2 separate regions of the Mus musculus genome follow, and region 2 is linked to region 1. Evidence: chromatin contacts called from public Hi-C data. All regions are on one chromosome and are shown on one strand. Each heading gives the region's core, a stretch centred on a gene start, on an enhancer-like site or on the middle of the called end of the contact. The rest is flanking DNA. Distances are from core to core; before and after follow the strand shown. Region 1 holds the start of Tab2 (TGF-beta activated kinase 1/MAP3K7 binding protein 2). Region 2 has its middle 13 kb from the start of Gm30820.

Region 1 (2,883 bases), core at 179-2,678:
TGAATTAATGAAAACAGCATCTACTATGTGAATTATAATTTACTTTTACTTCGAACACAGAAAAAACACTTTTTCAAAGTATATACTTTTACTTTCTTAATGTCAACCGAGAGAAAAATTTAAAAGTTCCAATGTTGTAAATCATTAGCACTCTGACTTCTGGCGGGCTAAAAGTTTTTAAGTAGAGCTAAACCCCAATATTTCAGGTACTTTGTAAAACTGAGTGTAAAAAGGAAGTGAAAGGGTTTTAAGTGTTTAAAAAAGGGGCTTTAAAAACAATAAGCAATAAGCACCTATGGAGCTTATACTGATAACAGAATAATAAAAATAGTCCTTCCGGATTTTTTTCGGTAGTATGAATTTCTTCAAGGAAGAAACTGGCAGCGATATGCACACTTTGGACAGGGTCAAGAAGAAGAAAAAAAAAGCCTTTTTTTTTTTTGCCATATGAAACCGCCAAGATTTTAAAATATTTTACATTGTGAGAAACATCTGAACGTTGACCACCACCACCCAACCCCACCCCACCCCGAGGGAAAACGAAGCACATCTTTAAGAAGATAGAAACCAGAAGTGTCCCCTCCCCCGCGTCTCCCCTCGAAGCTAAAGTGTCTTTGGCTCTGCTTCTAGGTCTTCTAGGAACGTGCAGTTACAATCGCAACGACTCGCTTGATTCTTTAGATCGTTCTCTCTGCGGGCCCCCACTGCTGATCAAGGAAAGTCCAGCGGCCGAGCCAAACTCCGCTCGGGTCCCGCGGCTTCCAGGACGCGTCCCGCACCGCCCGGTCTCCATCCGACCCGCCGTCCCTCCCGGGTCACCCGGTAGCTCGCGGCCTGGGCGCGGCCCGGCTCCAAGGGGGTGTGTCCGGCTCGCGGCCCCGCAGCCCCGCAGGCCCGGCGCTCGCCTCCGCCTCAGGCCCACCTGCCCCGCGGCCCGTCAGGGCCTGCAGGGTCCCGCCCGTCTCCCCGAGCTGGGCCGCCGGCTCGCACGGCTCGCCCTGCTCGCACAGCCCGCCACCCGCTTCCGGAGCCGCGAGGCCCTCGGCGGCGCGCGCACCGCTCGGCTCCTCTCTCTCTCCCTCCCTCCCTCCCCGTCCGAGCGTGAGGGACCCGCGTGCTCCTCCTCAGCCCGCGCCGGGACGCGTCCCCTCCGGCCACGGCGAGCCGGGAGTGGGGACGGCGGCTGGCGGAGGTGGGGCGTGGACAGAGCATCCCCGCCACCCGGCGGAGGGAGGCCTCGTCACGGCCGCCGCCTCAGATCTCGCGGTGTTTGCCGGCCGCCGCGCCGCCATATTGTGTGGCCGTATTTTGATGCGGACTGGGCTGGCGGAGCCGCGGCGCGAGCGGGCGAGCGAGCGAGAGCTGGGGGGGTGGGGGGAGGGCAGGCGAGCGGCAGGGGGGTGGGGGCGGAGGGAGGCAGGGCGGCCGTGCGAGCCGGAGCCGAGCAGCGGGCCGCGGCGACGCCGCCCCGGCCATCGCTTTGATCCGCGGCAGGCGCCGGCGGCGGGGCGCCCCAGGCCGACCCCCTCCCCTCCCCCTCAGCCGCGAGCGGCGGCGGCGGCCGGAGGGAGTTGGCGGCGGCCGGGCGGAGGGGGCCGAGCGGGGAGGGAGGGAGGGCTGAGGTGTCCCCCCTGCCGGGTGGAATCGGCGCTGGCGGCGGCCGCGGTGACGACGGGGGAGACGGCTGCCCAAGTGGGAGAGGCGGCGGCGGCGGACGAGGAGGAGGGGGAAGCCGCGGCGGCGGCGAAGGGTAAGCGGACGGCGCTGCGGGGCCTCGGCGGGATCCCTCCCCACCCCCCACCCCCCCCACCCCCAGCCCGGCTCCCCGCGCCTGCAGCGGCTCGGGGACCGGCTCTGCCTGGCGCGCGAAGCCCTAGCGGGGCGTCCGCGCCTTCCTCGCCTTCGTCCGCCGCTCCGCCCGGGTCCTGCCCGCGGTGGCGAGGCGCAGGGAGGCCCCCCAAGTCCTGCGGGGAGGGTGGGGGCGGGGAGCCTGGGGCCTGGCCTGGGCTCCGGGGCGTCGGGGGAGGGGGACCGGGCCTGCCCCGGAGCCCAGCGCCGGAGAGAGCCGGGGGTGGGGGTGCCTTGGCCCCCGGTCCGCCCCCAGGCCTGTGATCTGGAAGTGGGAGGGAGGGAACCAGACGCCTTTGGGGGAACCCAGGTCTGGATAACGATGACTTCGGGGCCCGCGAGTTAAGGGAGAGCCGGGGAAGTTAAGTGCAGGGTAAAGAGGAAGCACCTCTCTCGCTTTGCTTTCCGATTTTGCTTGTCTGCAGCCTTCTTCCAAATGGGCAGCACGCCCCGCTGTGAAGAGGTTGGGGCCCCCTTAGAGTCCACAGGACTACTCTGATTTTCTTGCCCCGAGATAGTGGTTGGAAGAGGAAGACTTAACAAGGGTCCCTGGGTGTTGCTGACAGGTGACAGGTGGATCTGTCTGTTGCTGATGCTGTAGAATCCTTGGCTCATAATTGTAGGCCGAAAGTGTCAGGGAGCGTGTGAGTTTGTATTTACGTGTTTGGCCAAGTTTCATTCCATATATAGTATATTTGAGATGCTAAGTTTCCATTCAAGTCAGCTTAATTGTTATGGAGGAATTCTTCAAATGTTTCTGATAAGAGGGGTTTTCAGGAGAGTGGTGGAGACTTGCAGCCTCCTGGAGCTTTTATTCGAGTCTCCGTGAAGTTCGGGTTCCCAAAAGCATTGCAGGCTGTTGGTAAATGGGCTTCTAGTCATTGGAAAGTTCTTGGACACAAATGCAGTATTCGAGGCAGCAGCCAGACACTCTAGCTTTGCATCCATTTTGTCAGTGCTGGGTAAGTTAGTAAAGTGCCAAATCGTAGGGTTAGGTTGATTGCCATTTTATAAAAGGAATGGCTTTGTGTCCTA
Region 2 (2,883 bases), core at 189-2,688, 37 kb before region 1:
ATGATGAAGGAGCTGAACAGCTCCTTTTCAGAGCTGTTAAAATATCGTTACTTGTTAGGAGCAATGAGTCATTTTATGGTTACTACAGAAAACCAGATAGTTTTCATTAGAAATAAATCAGTAGTTATCCATATCAAAACATTTTTTACCTAAATTTAACAAATTCCCATTACTATGCAGACACAGAAACCTCAATTTAATTTGGCAGCCAACTCTGCACAAAATGTTATGGTGGTATGTACTATTTGCATGCCAAGCTCGATCAGCCACCACCCTGGAGGAATTTCCAGTGCAAACAATGTGTAAGAGAGGTAAGTTGGGAAAATTGGCAAAGGCTTCGAAGAGAACATACCATGTTAAGCAACCAGAAATGGCTGCTAGGGTGTCATCAGGTAGAGATGGACAGAATATTCCCGATGAATGTCACCAACAAAGTTTCTCCAGTGGTTGTAAAACAGCTTCCCTCCCCAGCCCTGCAAATACAAAGTAACTTATTAGGGTTTTTAAGTTTCTACAACCCAAGAGCTCCGTTTCCCTAAAAGAAATTGTTAATAGGTATGAGGGGGTAGACCAGCAGCTGGCACACTAGAGTCACCCAAGCAGTCCAAGGCAAGCATGCCTCCCAGGAGGAGCCCTCTTACAGGATGGCTGGTAGGCGGTCATTCTGGGGCAGCAGATCTTCTCTCCACTTTGGAAACTGGAGAGTCTGGCAGTGTTGCTTGCCTCTCCTTTCCAGGGCATCCTCTCAGCCCGCCTGCTGCCAGCTTCAACAGAGGCTGCAGAGAGTGAGTCTCTGGGTACACTGAAGAGATGCCTGCACTCCAGCTTGCCAGGTGGATTAGAACTCAGAAGCCAGAGTTCTGGAGAATGACCTCCGTGACAGGCCTGGAGATCCAGAAACTCCTAGATCTCACAATGAGGCACCACTGAAATGTGTCCCTGTTGGTTGCTGGGAATGATTCTTACCTTAAAGTGAAATAATGTCCTTTTTCCCACTTTCCAAGGTTCAGGGTGCAAGAACTCAGTGAGAGCTTTGACCTTAAAATGACCAATAAATAACCAGTGGCTATTTGTGCCTAATGTAAGGAATAAGTCCTCCTAGCCCTTGATAAAGAGCTATACCCACAGCAAGGGAATTCTTTTTGTTGTTGTTGTTGTTGTTTGTTGTTTTGTTTTTTGGTTGTTTGTTTGTTTGTTTGTTTGTTTGTTTTGAGACAGGGTTTCTTTGTATAGCCCTGGCTGTCCTGGAACTCACTTTGTAGACCAGGCTGACTCAGAATGAAGACAGAGGACAGAGCACCGGGACCCCTGTGGAGACCTTAACATGTATCACATTAGCACCTTAGGCACATCCCCTGACACAAAGCAATACATGGCAGAAAACAGCAAGGAGCAAGGGACTGTGAAGTATAAGGGGCCTGGCTTCAGAGAAGAGCACTGGTGACTAAGAAGCAAGTGTGAGCCACAGCAGGAAAAAGATAGACAGGCCAAGGTGGGGAAGCCCACTAGGTTACGTTAGGTCACTTTTGATCAAATGTTTTTTCCGTTCCTGCTAGCTGGAGTCACGTGGGAGTTTAGGACATACTGGTGCTTAGAATCGTAGCACATCTAAATCTGATTTAAGCAAACACTGAGTTGGAGCCTGAAAGTGCACAGTGTGGGGGAAATACTGCGTTGACTCATTTGAAGTGATGCTGGAAAAAATGCATTTTAAATGACAAGGGTTCAGAAGCTTTTTTTTTTTTTAAAGCACAGCAGTTTCCAAGGTTTACAATTTTGTGGGTCTCTAATGGCAAAGCCCCTACATAGCTAAGCCAGCCTCGCCAGCGCGCTCTTTTACAATGCCTTTGGAATTTGGTTGAGGTTAAAGATATTTCCATAACGTAAGTCTACACCTTCACTCTCCTCCAGCATCTGAGCATCACTGTTAATACGACTGCTTCTCTCTTATTTTGCTGTGGCCTTTCTCAGCTTCCCACAATTGGGATAGAGTTTCATATCCACAGGATTGGAAATAATAACCAATAGCTCACTTTCCTCTTCTGTGGTCTGTGTTTGTGTTTTCTCTCCCACTTCTTTAAGCTCCCTCAGTCCCTCCATCTTCCCTCCAACCACTCACCCCCTTTCAAGCACGGTTCCAACCAGCATCATTACTGAAAGTAAAGTTTTATGAAAACAAGAAAAGAGAGAGAAAGAAAGAGAGAGAGAGAGAGAGAGAGAGAGAGAGAGAGAAAGAGAGAGAATAACAAGGTTTGTATTGCAAAGCTCTGAACTTGGACTCATGAGGCTGAGATTCAACTCTAACTCACCAAGCTGCACACAGAAGCCTACAATAGCTCCCTGATGCCTATATAAGGTAGGAACTCCTTAGCCTGGAATCCCAAGTTTTCCACAATCTGAAACTGACCCACATCAGTCATTCACCACAGGTCCCACATAAATTCTCTTCTCTGGCCAACTGGGAGGTTGCCCCTATGCAAGGCGTACTAGCTCCTACTTTGCTGAGCGTTCTGCTCAACTACAGTCCTGCCCATGCCTTTCCCTCTGACGTACTATTGGTCTGAAGCCAATCCCTGAGTGTTACCACGAGTTACCATGCAAAGTATCAGAAGCAAGGTCATGACCCCAGTTAAAACAATATATGTTAAGTGATATCTGCTTTCAGGTGACGTCATCTTACAAGTTAAGTTCAGAAATAAAGATAATAGCAGTCAGCTTCTGGTGTTCATTAAATATGAAAGAGGGGAACGGTCAAACCCATGTGCAAAAAGGATATTTAGGATACATAAATAAATATATGATTAGTTTTTATGTCATCTAGAGAAAAGAATTCTCATGGAGCCCATATTGGCTGAATGTCTATGTCATTGTTCAGCTAAGAAA

What was found. A called contact is a pair of places that touch in the nucleus more often than the background predicts.
Region 2: a contact with region 1 is called in a Hi-C map of embryonic fibroblasts, with 2.2 times the contacts expected there. The contact joins the enhancer-like site here to the promoter of Tab2 in region 1. A contact is called at or near these places in 5 of 39 promoter capture datasets (the 3T3-L1 cell line, 3T3-L1-derived adipocytes, the C10 cell line and 2 more), 9 of 484 Hi-C or Micro-C datasets (the 63-12 cell line, B cells, the G1E-ER4 cell line and 5 more), 10 of 115 datasets of contacts at active chromatin or transcription factors (the 230-238 cell line, CD8 T cells, the HPC-7 cell line and 4 more) and 1 of 9 other capture datasets (adipose tissue).

What each region holds. Positions count from the first base shown.
Region 1 is chr10:7,954,668-7,957,550 of GRCm38.p6, reverse strand. Tab2 (TGF-beta activated kinase 1/MAP3K7 binding protein 2) reads left to right here and starts at 1,428. Exons shown (of 7, transcript NM_138667.3): 1 at 1,428-1,750.
Region 2 is chr10:7,991,441-7,994,323 of GRCm38.p6, reverse strand. No RefSeq gene overlaps it. Among named protein-coding and RNA genes, the nearest start is that of Gm30820, 13 kb to the right of the region's middle. Within about 2 kb of position 1,438, at least 17 of the 459 cell types and tissues checked have an H3K27ac peak or open chromatin away from gene starts, as enhancers often do. A contact at or near this core is called in embryonic fibroblasts and hippocampal neurons, where this site is marked.